Linked DNA regions of Hordeum vulgare: region 2 is linked to region 1. Evidence: chromatin contacts called from public Hi-C data. All regions are on one chromosome and are shown on one strand. The core of a region is the stretch at or near the end of the contact, and the rest is flanking DNA. Distances in the headings are between cores, read along the strand shown.

Region 1 (6,895 bases), core at 626-3,125:
CGTAAAAATGTTGACATTGCTGAAAGAGTGGCAAAGAGGAGAAAGAATCGATGCTTCCTTTCATGGTCATCAACTCATCTCGCTGCCCAACCATTTCACAGACACGGCTAGCGACCGCCATTGTATTTACATCGGCCACAACCCCGACCAATGACATCAGTTCCATTATTTTCTGGGCTCTGATGATGCATTTGAAGTTAACACAAGACTCCAAAATCATATTGAACAAGGTGACATTGTTCTTGATTGGGTCCAATTTTTTCAGCTGTCGCCTATCTGAAATTTGATCCAAGAAACACTCACAGGTCTGAGCCAGAACATCAGCCGCAAGATAGGATCCTACTTGTGACTTCAACATGTGCAAAAACACCATGTTCAACATATCAGCATCAGGAAGCTTGCCGCTCTCCAGTATGATCCTCAGGACCGCAGAGGCAGGGACAGGCATCTGATCTCTTGCAAGTGCCAAAGCTAGCCTCATCAGCGAGCTAGAGTTGAGAAGATTGGTGTTACACTGATAAACTGAGAGAACCAAGTCATAGGCTCTCTGAAGCCACCTCCGACTAGATGTGTAGGACAGCGACACAATGATACCATTCAATACCCTTGGCTCGGGAAGGCCGTGCAGGCTTTTATAATTGCCAAATGCTCGCAGCGCCTCGTCAACATTGCCATCTTTGAAAGCAACATCGATTGTCCTCAGTAGAGTTTCACGGGATGGCGCTTCCCATGGCAGAATCGTGCTGGCAGTTGTGCTCGTGGAAAGATACTGTGCAGCTAGAACGCGAAGCCTCCTCCATGGGCCACCGCCGCAATTGGCCTAGGACAAGTGCAAAACCATCAGTAGTTAACTGAGAACAAGAGAGACTATGGAACCCAATTACTACACTTGAATTGTACATTAATCACCCAGGTATTTCTCTTACAGTGAAGGCAGCTCCGGCAGCACAAGAAAAGGATGTCAGACTGCAGCAATGGCGGCACGCCTGGAGCAAGATCCTCATTGCTTCAATCAAGCATAGCCATCAAGCTTGGAAGAAGAAGCGCAGGAATACGAAGTGATGAACTTATGCAACTACACAAACACAGAATGGAACATTAAAACCAGTGGCGGATCTAGGATTTGAAACCAGGGTGGTCCTAAACTTTTTTTGGCCAACAAACATGACATGTGATTATATGAACATTCGAAGTAGTTACCAATATATACCACATAGAAATAGATCAATATATGGTCTTATAATCTTACTAAAATTTCCAGTTTTACATAACAGAGTACATACGTTGAGAAGTTAAAGAAGACTATGTTTCCGGCCTACGCTTTTGCATGATCATGAAAATGTCAATTATATCTCTGGTTTGTTCTTCGGCAACAACCCGCATGGCCCCTTCCTTCTTCCCTATCTTCAAAGCATGTCTATCTATGAAAAAGAGAGGCATTGTCTCTGGTCCTCTTCATTCTTGAACAAAATTACTTTCTATCAATAAGGCTAGTTGAGGAAGAAATGATGTCCAAATTTATGTGTGTGTTCGGTTCATGTCATGAACTTCATGTTCATGTACTGGATAGCATAGCACGGCAAGAAAGTAAACCTTAAATGGCCAAATAAGAAATTGGGGAATGAATAAATTGGGTACCTTAAATCAGGCTAACTGGGGCAGGGTTGCTGACCTGCTGCTGGTCGAGTGCCGGCCTGGTGACCAGGCGGCTGCCGCCCGCCTTGCAGGGGAGCCAGACGACCGTGGCAGGGCAGGGTCGCAGCTCGCAGAGGGGCGCCGCTGCCGCCGAGGACCTAGCGGGCAGGAAGGAGAGGAAGGGTCCTCCTGCGTGTCTGGGCTCCGGCCGGCGACCGGCGAAGGCAGCGAGCCGGCGAGGCAGCGCCGCGGCGGGGATGGGGCGGCTCAGTGGCTGGGGAGTCGGCCGTCAGGGACGGGAAGAACAAGGCTGGATGGATCGAAGTGTGTCTGTGCGGCTGCGTGCGATAGGTCCAATATGAAGTTGGGCTGCTTCTTTTTCTCTGGCCCATCTAAATATGCATAGGTAAAGGATGTCCAGTTTCTCAAAAAAAAAAGAGTAAAGGATGCCCGGAATTGGTGAGGAATGAAACAAAGCAAATTCTGGAGGTGTCACTTTCTGAAAAATATCTTGGCTTGCCTAGTGATGTTCGTAACTCAAAGAACGGCGCATGTAAATATCTAAAGGATTGGGTATGGAATAAGGTAAAAGGATGGATGAAAAAGTTGTTGTTAGGAGGAGGGAAAGATGTTCTAGTCAAGTCAGTAGCTCAAGCCGTGTGGGTATATTTCTATGTCCCGTTTCAAACTTCCTAGAGGACTATGCCATTACATCAACATGTTAATCAGGAAGTTTTGATGGGGAAGTAAGGAAGGAAAGATAAAAGTTAGTTGGGTTTCTTGGAAAGAGATGGCGTAACCGAGATAGTACATGGATGGTTTGGGGTCCCGAGATATTGAGCTATTTAATTTAATCTAGTCTTGCTAGCCCGTCAAGCATGGCGTGTTCTCTCGGACTCAAATTCACTAAGTGCAAGAATATTGAAAGCAAGGTACTTCCCTAACGAGGAGTTTCTGGAAGCAGAGTTGGGTAGCTCTCTTTCTCAAATGTGTGCAATATATGAAGGGAAGGATATACTTGCACATGGTATAATACAAATAATTGGTAATGATGCGGATACCCACATATGGCGAGATAAATGGCTCCCACGAGAGTTCAATATGAGGCCAATTGCAAGCCTAGTACCGAACCCACCCCAACTTCTCAAGGATTTGATCGTGCCTAATACCGGTGAATGGAACAACAATCTGGTTAGGACTATTTGTTGCTTTTGATGCGGATGCCATCTTATCAATACCATTGTTAGAGTTGTGTCGAATATTCTTGTACAAGGTAGGTTACAGTTGGACTTTGAGTAGTATTGTGTTTAGACAGGATATGGAGTCGTGTCCTGATAGGACACTTGTATCCTAGGCCTCTCATATATAGCGGGGTAGACACACGTTGTAACCTATGCCAACATAATAGCACAGGTACGCGGGGGAGCCGGCGGCGTGTGCCGGCGCCCGAGCGGCCGGGGGTGAGGTATTGTGACGGTGTCATGGGGAGGAGCGCCCGTAGTCAGGCCCTGGGGATGTAGCCAAGATGGTGAACCTCGTTAACAAATCTTGGTGTCGTGCTTGTGTGATTGCTTGATCCTCGGTAGATCGATGGAGAGCTTCGGATTTATTCTAACAAGTGGTATCATGAGCAAGGTTTCAAGAGGCTGTGGATAGTTGATCTAGAGAAAGAGCCGGAAGAAATCATCGAAGAAATCATGGATGCGGAGCTGTGTCGGTGTTTGATCAAGGAAGCAGCAGGGCGTCGTTTTGATGGATTAGATCGCAGTGCGAGAAATCTAGGAACATGATGACAAGTCGATGGAAGGTTTCACGGCCGTAATAGCAATCGGAAGCATGCAGAAGCAGCAGATGGATCAGCAGAGGCGGCGGCGTGGTGCAACGCGTATGACAGGGATGCAGAAGCGGGGCAGCGGTTGTTGTTTCCAGGCGTGGCTCGACGTGAGGCCCAGCCTGGACTTGTCAGGCGGCCGGCACGAGACGAGAGTGGTCTGGTCCATGCAAGCAAGGCTTGGCAGCAGCACAAAGCAGGCCGCGTTGGAGGCTGATGTGCACGCGCGTGAGGTTGGACCGGCTGCTGCATGCATGCTGACTGATGTGGCGGCGATCACGAGCTTTGTTGGAAAAAAGAAGGAAGCGTCTGAAATCATGGATGTGCATTGAAAGATGGTGTTGTCCATCGTGAGCAAAGAGAGGAAGAGGCAAATCAGTCTAGAGGCTACAAGTATGCATGGAAAGGTGGAGTTTTGAATCTCTATGACCGTGTGCATATGTGAAGGCTACAACGGGGATTTCCTCATTGACTCTTTGCTTGGTACACACACAGTTTACGTACGGGTGGCAGTGGTTGTACGCTGCAATGAATAAAGACGCAGAGTCGCAATCCATGGGAGATCAATTTCAATTGCGGTTGGTTGATTGTGTAGCGGAATGACAAATTGATCGAGGATGGCGACGTGCGTACAAGGCTCGGGTGAAGTCTTGAGCGTGTCGTGACACGGATCATGCATACACATGGCGTTAAGCAATGCACGGATGTGTGAGGCGGACATGACGCAGGGTGGAGCATGGTTGCAGTCGGATATTTTTCGACTGGGTCGGACTGGACTGTCTGATGGATCGATGAGGATGTCGGTCAAAGCAGAAGACGGCGGTGATTTCAGCGACGACGACATAGGAGCGTGATGCTGATGGTGGCCAACTTCTGGGGCGTGGAAACACGTGGTGCAAGCATGAGGGCTTGTGCGGCTGACTATGACGCAGGGTTGATTCAAGGCAGTGCACACATGAGAGCTTGAAGTCGACAGGGCGCGAGGTAGCACGGCCAGCTACATGGAGTCATGTTGAAGGTGGAGCTGGAGTCTAGCGGAAGACTTCACTCTGTGCTGATGGAGGGGCTACGACGTAAATGCATGGAGAGTCGAAGCCTATTTCAGCGGATAGCGAGAGACACGTGGATCGGACTGGGTACCAGTGGTCTGATGGAGACGTGATACTCGGCATCGGTCGGTGATGATCGGTCGTTCTCTAAAGTGGGGGTTGAGGCAGTGTGGGCTAGCTACCCGGGAGACTCGACCAGGACAGTAGAGGCTCGACGCGGTGATAGCGGCGAGGCGTGCGATAAGCACGGGACACAGCGACAGACCAAGGCACTGATGGTCAGACATGTGGTCAAAAAAATTGTGCAAAGGGTGCTGAAGCAGTGTTGGCGAGTATCGGATTCAAGTTGGTGACTGGGTCTATCGGTGCTAGTTGATGGACAGGAGTTGACCATGGAGAATCTGAGAAAGTGTCGAAAAGTCTGAAATTGTCAAAAACGGAGAGAGTACATGGTCGTATATTCTGTGGTGTTCAGTGCACATGGCAAAGTGCGGATGACAAGTACAGAAGGAGGCAGAGTGCTACAGCTGTGTGACATGTCCGAGACTATCCGGAAAAAGGGTGAGACAACTGCGAATTTGACTCAGGGTGACACAAGGCGACGGTGAAATTCCTTTAAGTTTCAGACAGACGGTCAAGAAAGAGCGAGGATGTTGAGTTCAGGTAACTCTTATACGTGGCATACAATATGTAGGTTGTTCACTTTCATGCAGGTCAGTGATCAGTGTGTGACGGCGTTGAATGGATACTCCGGAAGTTGGAAGCACAAAGTAGAGTAATAAGGAACTTAACTTTGCTCGAGGGTTGACTGTGAAGAAGACGAGAAGGGACTACAGTTGCAGGTGGAGTCACATGGAGTCTGGGAGTAGCAGTGGTGCTCATGGCGTATCTCAAGTCCAATGTACGTGGAAGTTTGACGCATTGATGAATTCAAGGTGGTGGAGAATATTTGCCAAGGTGGAGTTTGTTAGAGTTGTGTCGAATATTCTTGTACAAGGTAGGTTACAGTTGGACTCTGAGTAGTATTGTGTTTAGACAGGATATGGAGTCGTGTCCTGATAGGACACTTGTATCCTAGGCCTCTCATATATAGCGGGGTAGACACACGATGTAACATATGCCAATATAATAGCACAGGTACGCGGGGAAGCCAGCGGCGTGTGCCGGCGCCCGGGCGGCCGGGGGTGAGGTATTGTGACGGTGTCATGGGGAGGAGCGCCCGTAGTCAGGCCCCGGGGATATAGCCAAGATGGTGAACCTCGTTAACAAACCTCGGTGTTGTGCTTGTGTGATTGCTTGATCCTCGGTAGATCGACGGAGAGCCTTGGATTTATTCTAACAACCATTATATGTAGCAGACCGGTGGTTTAATTTTGGGCTTGGGCTCATGACCTAAAAGGTGTACTCGGCGTGTCCTCGGCCTACAGAATGTTGTCTCAACAAAGTACCACATAGAGGCATGGTTTGAGGGGCGAGGAGATACATCCAACTCCGAAGGTTCACAACAAGCATGGAGTAATAGTGCAAGCACAATCAAAGATAAAAAAATTCTATGGCGCCTAGCTCAACATTCTATTCCATTAGTCGATCTACTCCATCACCGAAAAGGGCCAATAGCAGTAATTGTCGGTTGTGTGGGAGGAAGGATTCTTGGTGCTATGCTTTACTGGAATGCACTTATTCTCGTTATGTGTGGGCAATGGATGATCAAGATCTAGTGACGGTAATTTCTGAAACAACGGAACTGAATGCGAGGCGGTGAATCTTATTTTTCGTGGAACTGCTCCAGCATGAAGCGTTCGTCCATGTTCTTGTCACGCTCTAGGCCATATGGCATGCCAAACTGAAGGCGATACACATGAACAAGATTTGCAAAGCCCTGCTAACACCCGTGCTTTTGTTGACATATATATATATATATATATATATATATATATATATATATATATATATATATATATATATATATATATATATATATATATATAACGAAGACATCTTCCTGCAAACAGCCCCATGCTTGTCAGGTCATCCATGTACCAGTCGTTGCCCACTGGGTTCCCCCCCCCCCCCCACCTACTTTTGTGAAGCTCAAGGTTGATGGCGTCGTGTCTAAAGACTAACCATGGGGCAATTGGTGCGGTTTGCAGAAATTATGAAGGAGAGTATGTGGGTGAATCTACACGTGCATCCGGCTACCCTTGAAGCTCTAGCTTGCAGGGAAGCCTTGACCTTGGCTAATGATTTATTGCAAGAAAAATTCATAATCAGCTCCGATTGCAATGAAGTGGTTATGAATATTAAGGAAGGCAATGGAGGGAGTCACATCAACATCATCCACGAGATTTAGATCATGGCAACAGAATTCCAGGAGTGCTCC
Region 2 (6,583 bases), core at 2,191-4,690, 210 kb before region 1:
CACTGCTCGTGCAGGTACAGCAGCCCCCGCGCCGCCCCCACCGCGATCCGCTTCCGCGTCTGCCACTCCAGCGCCGGCTTCCCTGCTTGCAACAAACACCAAACATGCATGCATGTAAATGTACGTGCAGTTGAAGTACGATCGGTCGAGATGCCAAGGCCAAAACATACTCCCTCCATTCCTAAATATAAGTCATTCTAGGGATTCTACTAAAGGACTACATACAAATGTATATAGACATATTTTAAAGTGTAGATTCATTTATTTTGCTTTGTATGTAGTCATCTAGTGAAATCTCTTAAAAGACTTATATTTAGGAACGAAGGGAGTACATAGAAGAGGAAACTACGTACGGCGCACATACATACGAATACGATTGGTACACAACACACAAGACTACAAGGGTCCTGTGTCTTTGGACCAGCACCTGCGTACGTACGTATAGGTACAAGCCCATGTATCGTATCGGAATGCTGGGTGGGTCCAAGCCAAGGGGTACCAGCTACAGTGGTGGCTACTGGTACTGTGGTAAATAATGCAAGTTGCAACAGCGACCAGACACGAGCTCGTACCACCTGTGTGCCCTGCACTCGCTGTCGCAGCTGCAGCAATGCCGGAAGGAAGCATGAAACAAAACGTAATCCTCGGCTGCACGCCCTGCACCCTACTAGTACAGTATGTCTACGCCTCCGTGTGGGACCACGTATTCATGTTCATGATGTGGGATACGACTGCGTATCGATCGCCTGTGAACCGACCGGGCAGCATTCCTAGCCGCACCCTGGCGCCCGTGCCCAGCCGTAAGTGGCTATTATAATGGGCAGTGGAGTAACTGTAGTGTGACTGGAGCACCGCTCCGGCGGTCGTCGTGGCAGCGGTGAAGGATGCGGACAAAACGTGAGCGCGGTGGCCTGTCTCGCCTGAGCGGTGCTCTGCGTCGGCGGGCCACGGCCGGCAGCGACAAGTACAGTACAGGGCGCGGTGGGCGCGACCACGCCTGAGGCACTGACTGGACTGGGCTGGGCGGACTACGGCCTCCCATCCCATGCATGCATGCATGCACGGCTCCTGCACTGCATGGTCCCCTGCCCGCATGGCACCAACGCAACGTAACGTAAGGACGTAACCATGTCACGCACGCACGTATACGTACCTCTTAGGCGGGCGGCGACGCTGCCGTTGGGCATGAAGGGGTAGACGAGGAGGCGGTCGCCGGAGGCGGCGGCGCAGAAGCCGAGGAGGCGGAGCAGGTGGCGGTGGACGGCGAGGCTGATCATCTCCACCTCCGTGCGGAACTGCGCCTCCCCGGACGCGCCGCTGGGGTCCTTGAGCCGCTTCACGGCCACCGCCGTGCCGTCCGCCAGCCGTCCCCGGTACACGTCCCCGAACCCGCCCCTCCCCAGGATGTTCCTCCCGCTGAACCCGTCCGTCGCCGCGTGCAGCTCCCGCAGCCCGAACTGCCGCACGTTCCCCAGCCGCGCCGCCACCTCGCCGCCGCCTTGCTCTGCATCCACATCCAATCCACATGATGGTACTATTACAATCAACGTACGTAGGCGTGACAGAGGTGGAGGAGGAGGATCGTCGTCGACGACGGCGGTTTACCGAGGAGGAGGGATGGGCAGCGTTGCCGGCGCCGGCGCCTCCAAAGAAGACATGACACGGCGAAAAGCACAAGGGCGGAGGCGCCCAGGCCTGCCCCTGCTCCCACTGCGCCAGCCTTTGACCTGGTCCCTGCAGCACAGGAATCCAAAATTACAAACGTTGATGATCCCCAGCTGTTGTCCCCACAGGACCGGAGGAGACGACGTCGGTCTGCTCCCAGTCGCGCGCTACAGGGCAAAGGAAGGAAAGTGGGGCGGAAAGGAACGGAAGAGAGAGCTCTCGCTCTCGCTCTCCCACCACGCACTCCGAGAAAGCAAAGCAGAAAGCAACCACGACTAGACACAGACAGGAGTACTAGCGATAGCAATGGATAGGGTGCTCACTGCTGCTGGGAGTGGGCGTGGATTCCAGCGGGAATGGCCCGGTGGCCGGCGCCAGCAGCGCGGCGGCGCAGTCCCCGCGGCTCCCGCAGATCATCGGATTGCCCACGATGCTGCACGTACACCAAGACACAAATCTGGTTAGTTAACACGATAATACTCCGTACTACAGTGGTGATTGGTCTGCGTGACTGGCAATTCGAATTGAATAACAAGAGTGAGTAGTGCAAGCATACTTGAAGGTTCTGGTGGGGAAGAACGGGACGGGGCCGGAGAGGTTGTTGTAGGACAAGTCCCTGCAGGCAGCAACGAACGGGCATCGGGTCATGGATTAAATTCAACCAATGAAAAAGATCAATGGAGAAGAAACGCAAAATGGTGCTAGTAGAGCTTACAGGAATGAGAGCTGTGGGATGCTGGCCAGCGACGCGGGGAACGGCCCCGACAAGCTGTTGTTGTTCAGCCTCCTGCGCCCAAAAACAGCTTAACTGTTCAACAATCCATGAAGTAGGGGTAACAGTGGCGAGGAGTATGGTAATGCTTTTTTTTGGGTGGCTCACTCACAGGTACCGGAGCTTGGACAGGTGCCCCAGCGTGTCGGGCACGCGGCCGGAGAAGCGGTTGTTGGAGAGGTCCAGCGTCTGGAGCCTCGGCAGCGCGCCCAGCTCCGGCGGCAGCCGCCCCGTGATGTTGTTGTTCTGCAGCAGCCTGAAAATTGCTCGCAATCCGTCCGTCAGCGTCTCTGAACTCTAAAGCGAGCACAAGCAAGCAAGAAGCAATGGATGGAGGTTTTGTCTGGACGGTTACTCACACTTGCTCGAGATTAGTGAGGTTGGCGATCCGTCCGGACAGCGTCCCCGACAAGCCCTGGCTCGGCGCTCCCCTGAAACGCGGCCGGCCGAGATCGGTTAATGGAGCTGTAACTAGGAAGGAAGAGGATACGCCGGACAGGGAGAGCTGGTACTGAGCTTCTTACAGGCCAATGACGAGGTTGTGTGGGGAGCAGGTGATCATGGCCCAGCTGCAGGGGTCGACGGAGTCCTCGTCCCAGTTGCTCAGCACGCCGTGCGAGTCCACCAGCCCCTGCTTGATGGCCACCAGCGCCATCACTGCACGTCAACCCGCAACGCAACGGGTGATTAAATTAAGAGACCAACCACGACGGCGATAAGCGGCAGCAAGAAGTGCAGGGTGAAGAGCGCACGTACCTTCGGCATTGAGGGGCTCCGACGAGAATGCGAGGAAGGGGGCGGCGCAGAGGAGGAGGAGGACGACGGCGACGGGGAGGAGCGGGGGGTCAGAGACAGAGGAGGCCATTGGAGCGGTGGGGGGAATGATGGTGGCGAGAGGCGCCCGAGGCGAGGCGAGGGGGAGAGTGAGAAAAGCGTGGGAGCGGAGAGAGCAGAGAGCAGAGATGATGGGGGTGGCTTCGCTTTGCTTTGCTTTGCGTCGCTGCTTTTTCTCGTCTCGTGTCGTGGGGAAAGAAGAAAGAAAAGGCTGCATGCATGCCATGGCATCTTTCGAAAATCGATGGGAGGAAAACGATCATGGCGTGGAAACTGACGGGTGGGCGCCAGGGATGCCGGCTGATTGCTCTGCTTTGGAGCTTGTGCATTTCCGTTCTGGTACCTCGGGTGTTTGGGGGCTGAAAACGAACCTTGTCTTGTTCTTTTTCCTTGTTGGGCATAGTGGTGGTGTGTGAGATGAGGTACTGAGCTAGTCATGACTCATGAGTGCCTGCTCAGGAGGATGAGTGGAGTGGATATGTGGATAAAACAAGACCATGTCATGGAAAATACATTTTGGTTTCGAGTTGTATATGCACCTCATATAAAAAAATTATTAGTTAAATAAAAAGTCAAAATAGTTTTAAAATGTCTTTGACTAAAGTTAACTTTGTTTTGCACTCGTATCAAAAATTTCATGGAAAAAACCAACATTGACTTTTGGGAAAAAAGGTAAAATTTATTTGCTATTATAGGTCACGATTCACACTATTTCAACCAAAAAATTGTCTTTTTTGAAAAGACCTCAACGTGTAATTTTCTTTTTATGGAATTTTTCTTACAAGTACAATGAAAGATAATAAAAAAACTAAAAATATTTTCAGAATTTTTTAACTTTTTATTGAATTGCTATTTTTTTACATATACCATGTATATACATCCAGGAATCAAACGTTCTCGTCCACCATTTCATGGTGAAGAGAGGGTAGATGCTGTAATGGTGCTTGTAATTTTGTCCATGCATGTCATGTACATTCACACAAGTTAGACTAACTCGTGTTTATCATATGATCTCATAAAGTCATAAGCATATTTAATTACCGAAACCAGACCATAAATACCAACATAAGACCATGTAGACAACGCCTTCAACAAGGTAACGCCCCAACTTTCTCGCTTCAGAGCCCCGGGAAAAAAAGTCAAGACAGGAGCTTTCACAAAGAATATGTACCGGTCTTCCAATCAACCTCTTAATGATGGAACATTCAATAGTCACATCTCCTAGTACTCCATGCCACAACCAAATGGTGTAACAACACCCCATCTCCCGTCCTCCAAAAAAACATTTTCACATTATTTTCTTCTTCCACGTCATCATGGCACCATAGCATTCTACTTCCTTCGTCCCAAAATAAGTGTCTTCATCTTAGTATAACTTTGTACTAGAGCTAGTACAAAGTTGAGACAGTTATTTTGGAGCGGAGGGAGTATTAATTAAACATGGTCATGATAGTTGCAATAATATTTTAATTTAGCAAACTCTAATTAATATTTCCATTATTTATAGTATCCATTTTATACCACTTCCTAGACCTTTTTGCCCATCAATATCATGACTTACTCCCATATTTTGCACATGGTGATCTTTACTCAACAGAATGGAACCATAAGATTTCGGTAATGTTAATAAGCAGACATAAGATTTCTAACCATGGCAAATTTAATGTTAATAATCATAGAATAAAATGAAGTGAACTCAAACGTCGGATTTTTAACCATGGCAAATATGGCAAATGTTTGTCATGCTTGCTAAAGGTAATTGCCATCGTCACGACAACTAAATTTGCCTTGAAAAGTGTTTGATTTGCCATGCTCAAAGACATTCAGTTTGTAGGGAAGTCTTATTTTTTTTGGAATTTTAGACCACTCCTATATTGCACCCTTCCTCTTTTCTTTTGAATTAAAATTCAATTGAAATCTTATTCACACCTTCTGTATGTTTATCGGAGCTTTGCAATATGTTAAAGAGGTTTGTCACTTCCCTCCTTAAGTGTTCTGGTGTTGATGACAATGCAATTTACAGACAGATGTGTGTTCCTAAGCTAATAAGGTGTATAACACAAGATGGTTGGACACGCCTTTGAATAAAAAAAAGCAAAGACAACATTTTTGATGCATTTATTGTTTTGTTCGTAGGAAATCTGTACTATTATGAGGGGGTCCGCATGTGAAGGTACGGTAGAATCAAACATGTACACAAACTCATTTTTCATTTCAAGAAGAGAGCTTCGTATCTAACCTATGCAGAAAAAATGCCCCACATCGGTTGTATAGTAGGTGAATGTGGTTGTATCACTCCCTTGTGGATTGGTTAACGCAGTCACTGCCTCGTCGGTTGTACCGAGGGTAGTGGTGTTTGTACCGCTACCTTCGTGAGTGGTACTACCAGACCTTGCACCAACGCAACTATCGTATGTGGGGTGATACCCACGGGTATGGCAGCGGTGCTCTAACGGCGGTCTCGTAGTTTCAGCTTATCATTATTTAACCCGTACTACTCGGGTCATGAGATGTTGTACAAACCCGGACTTAGTGGTCACTAGAGGATGCATTCTCGGCGGGTGTACCGGCCCAAGTACTGTTGGAAATATGCCCTAGAGGCAATAATAAATTAGCTATTATTATATTTCTTTGTTCAAGATAATCGTTTATTATCCATGCTAGAATTCTATTGAATGGAAACTCAGATACATGTGTGAATACATAGTCATCACTCTGTCCCTTGTAAGCCTCTAGTTGACTAGCTCGTTGATTAAAGATGGTTAAGGATTCCTAGCCATAGACAAGTGTTGTCACTTATAATGGGATCACATCATTAGAATGATGTGATGGACAAGACCCAAACTATGAACGTGGCATGTGATTGTGTTGTTTTATTGGTACTGTTTTTCTACATGTCAAGTATATGTTCCTATGACCATGAGATCATGTAACTCACTGACACCAAAAGAATACCTTGTGTGTATCAAACGTCGCAACGTAACTGGGTGACTATAAAGGTGCTCTACAGGTATCTTCGAAGGTGTCCGTTGAGTTAGCATGGATCAAGGCTGGGATTTGTCACTCCGTATGATGGAGAGGTATCTTGGCGCCCACTCGGTAATACAATATCACAATAAGCCTTGCAAGCATTGTGACTAAAGAGTTAGCCACGGGATTTTGTATTACGGAACGAGTAAAGAGACTTGCCGGTAACGAGATTCAAATAGGTATAGAGATACCGACGATCGTATCTCGGGCAAGTAACATACCAAAGGACAAAGGGAATGTTATACGGGATTAACTAAATACTTGACATAGAGGTTCAACCGA

The links. Hi-C and Micro-C count contacts between places; a contact is called where the count stands out from the background.
Region 2: a contact with region 1 is called in a Hi-C map of leaf, with 4 times the contacts expected there. The contact joins the promoter of LOC123412512 here to the promoter of LOC123411833 in region 1. A contact is called at or near these places in 2 of 6 Hi-C or Micro-C datasets (leaf and seedling) and 1 of 1 datasets of contacts at active chromatin or transcription factors (embryo).

What each region holds. Positions count from the first base shown.
Region 1 is chr7H:569,574,145-569,581,039 of MorexV3_pseudomolecules_assembly, reverse strand. It overlaps LOC123411833 (pentatricopeptide repeat-containing protein At4g17616), which reads right to left and starts at 1,875. Exons shown (of 4, transcript XM_045104788.1): 1 at 1,639-1,875; 2 at 927-1,075; 3 at 1-820. The coding sequence starts at 1,004.
Region 2 is chr7H:569,789,607-569,796,189 of MorexV3_pseudomolecules_assembly, reverse strand. It overlaps LOC123412512 (probable LRR receptor-like serine/threonine-protein kinase At2g23950), which reads right to left and starts at 3,440. Exons shown (of 11, transcript XM_045105467.1): 1 at 3,194-3,440; 2 at 2,962-3,094; 3 at 2,797-2,868; 4 at 2,550-2,693; 5 at 2,381-2,452; 6 at 2,222-2,281; 7 at 1,989-2,098; 8 at 1,606-1,734; 9 at 1,154-1,504; 10 at 1-82. The coding sequence starts at 3,302.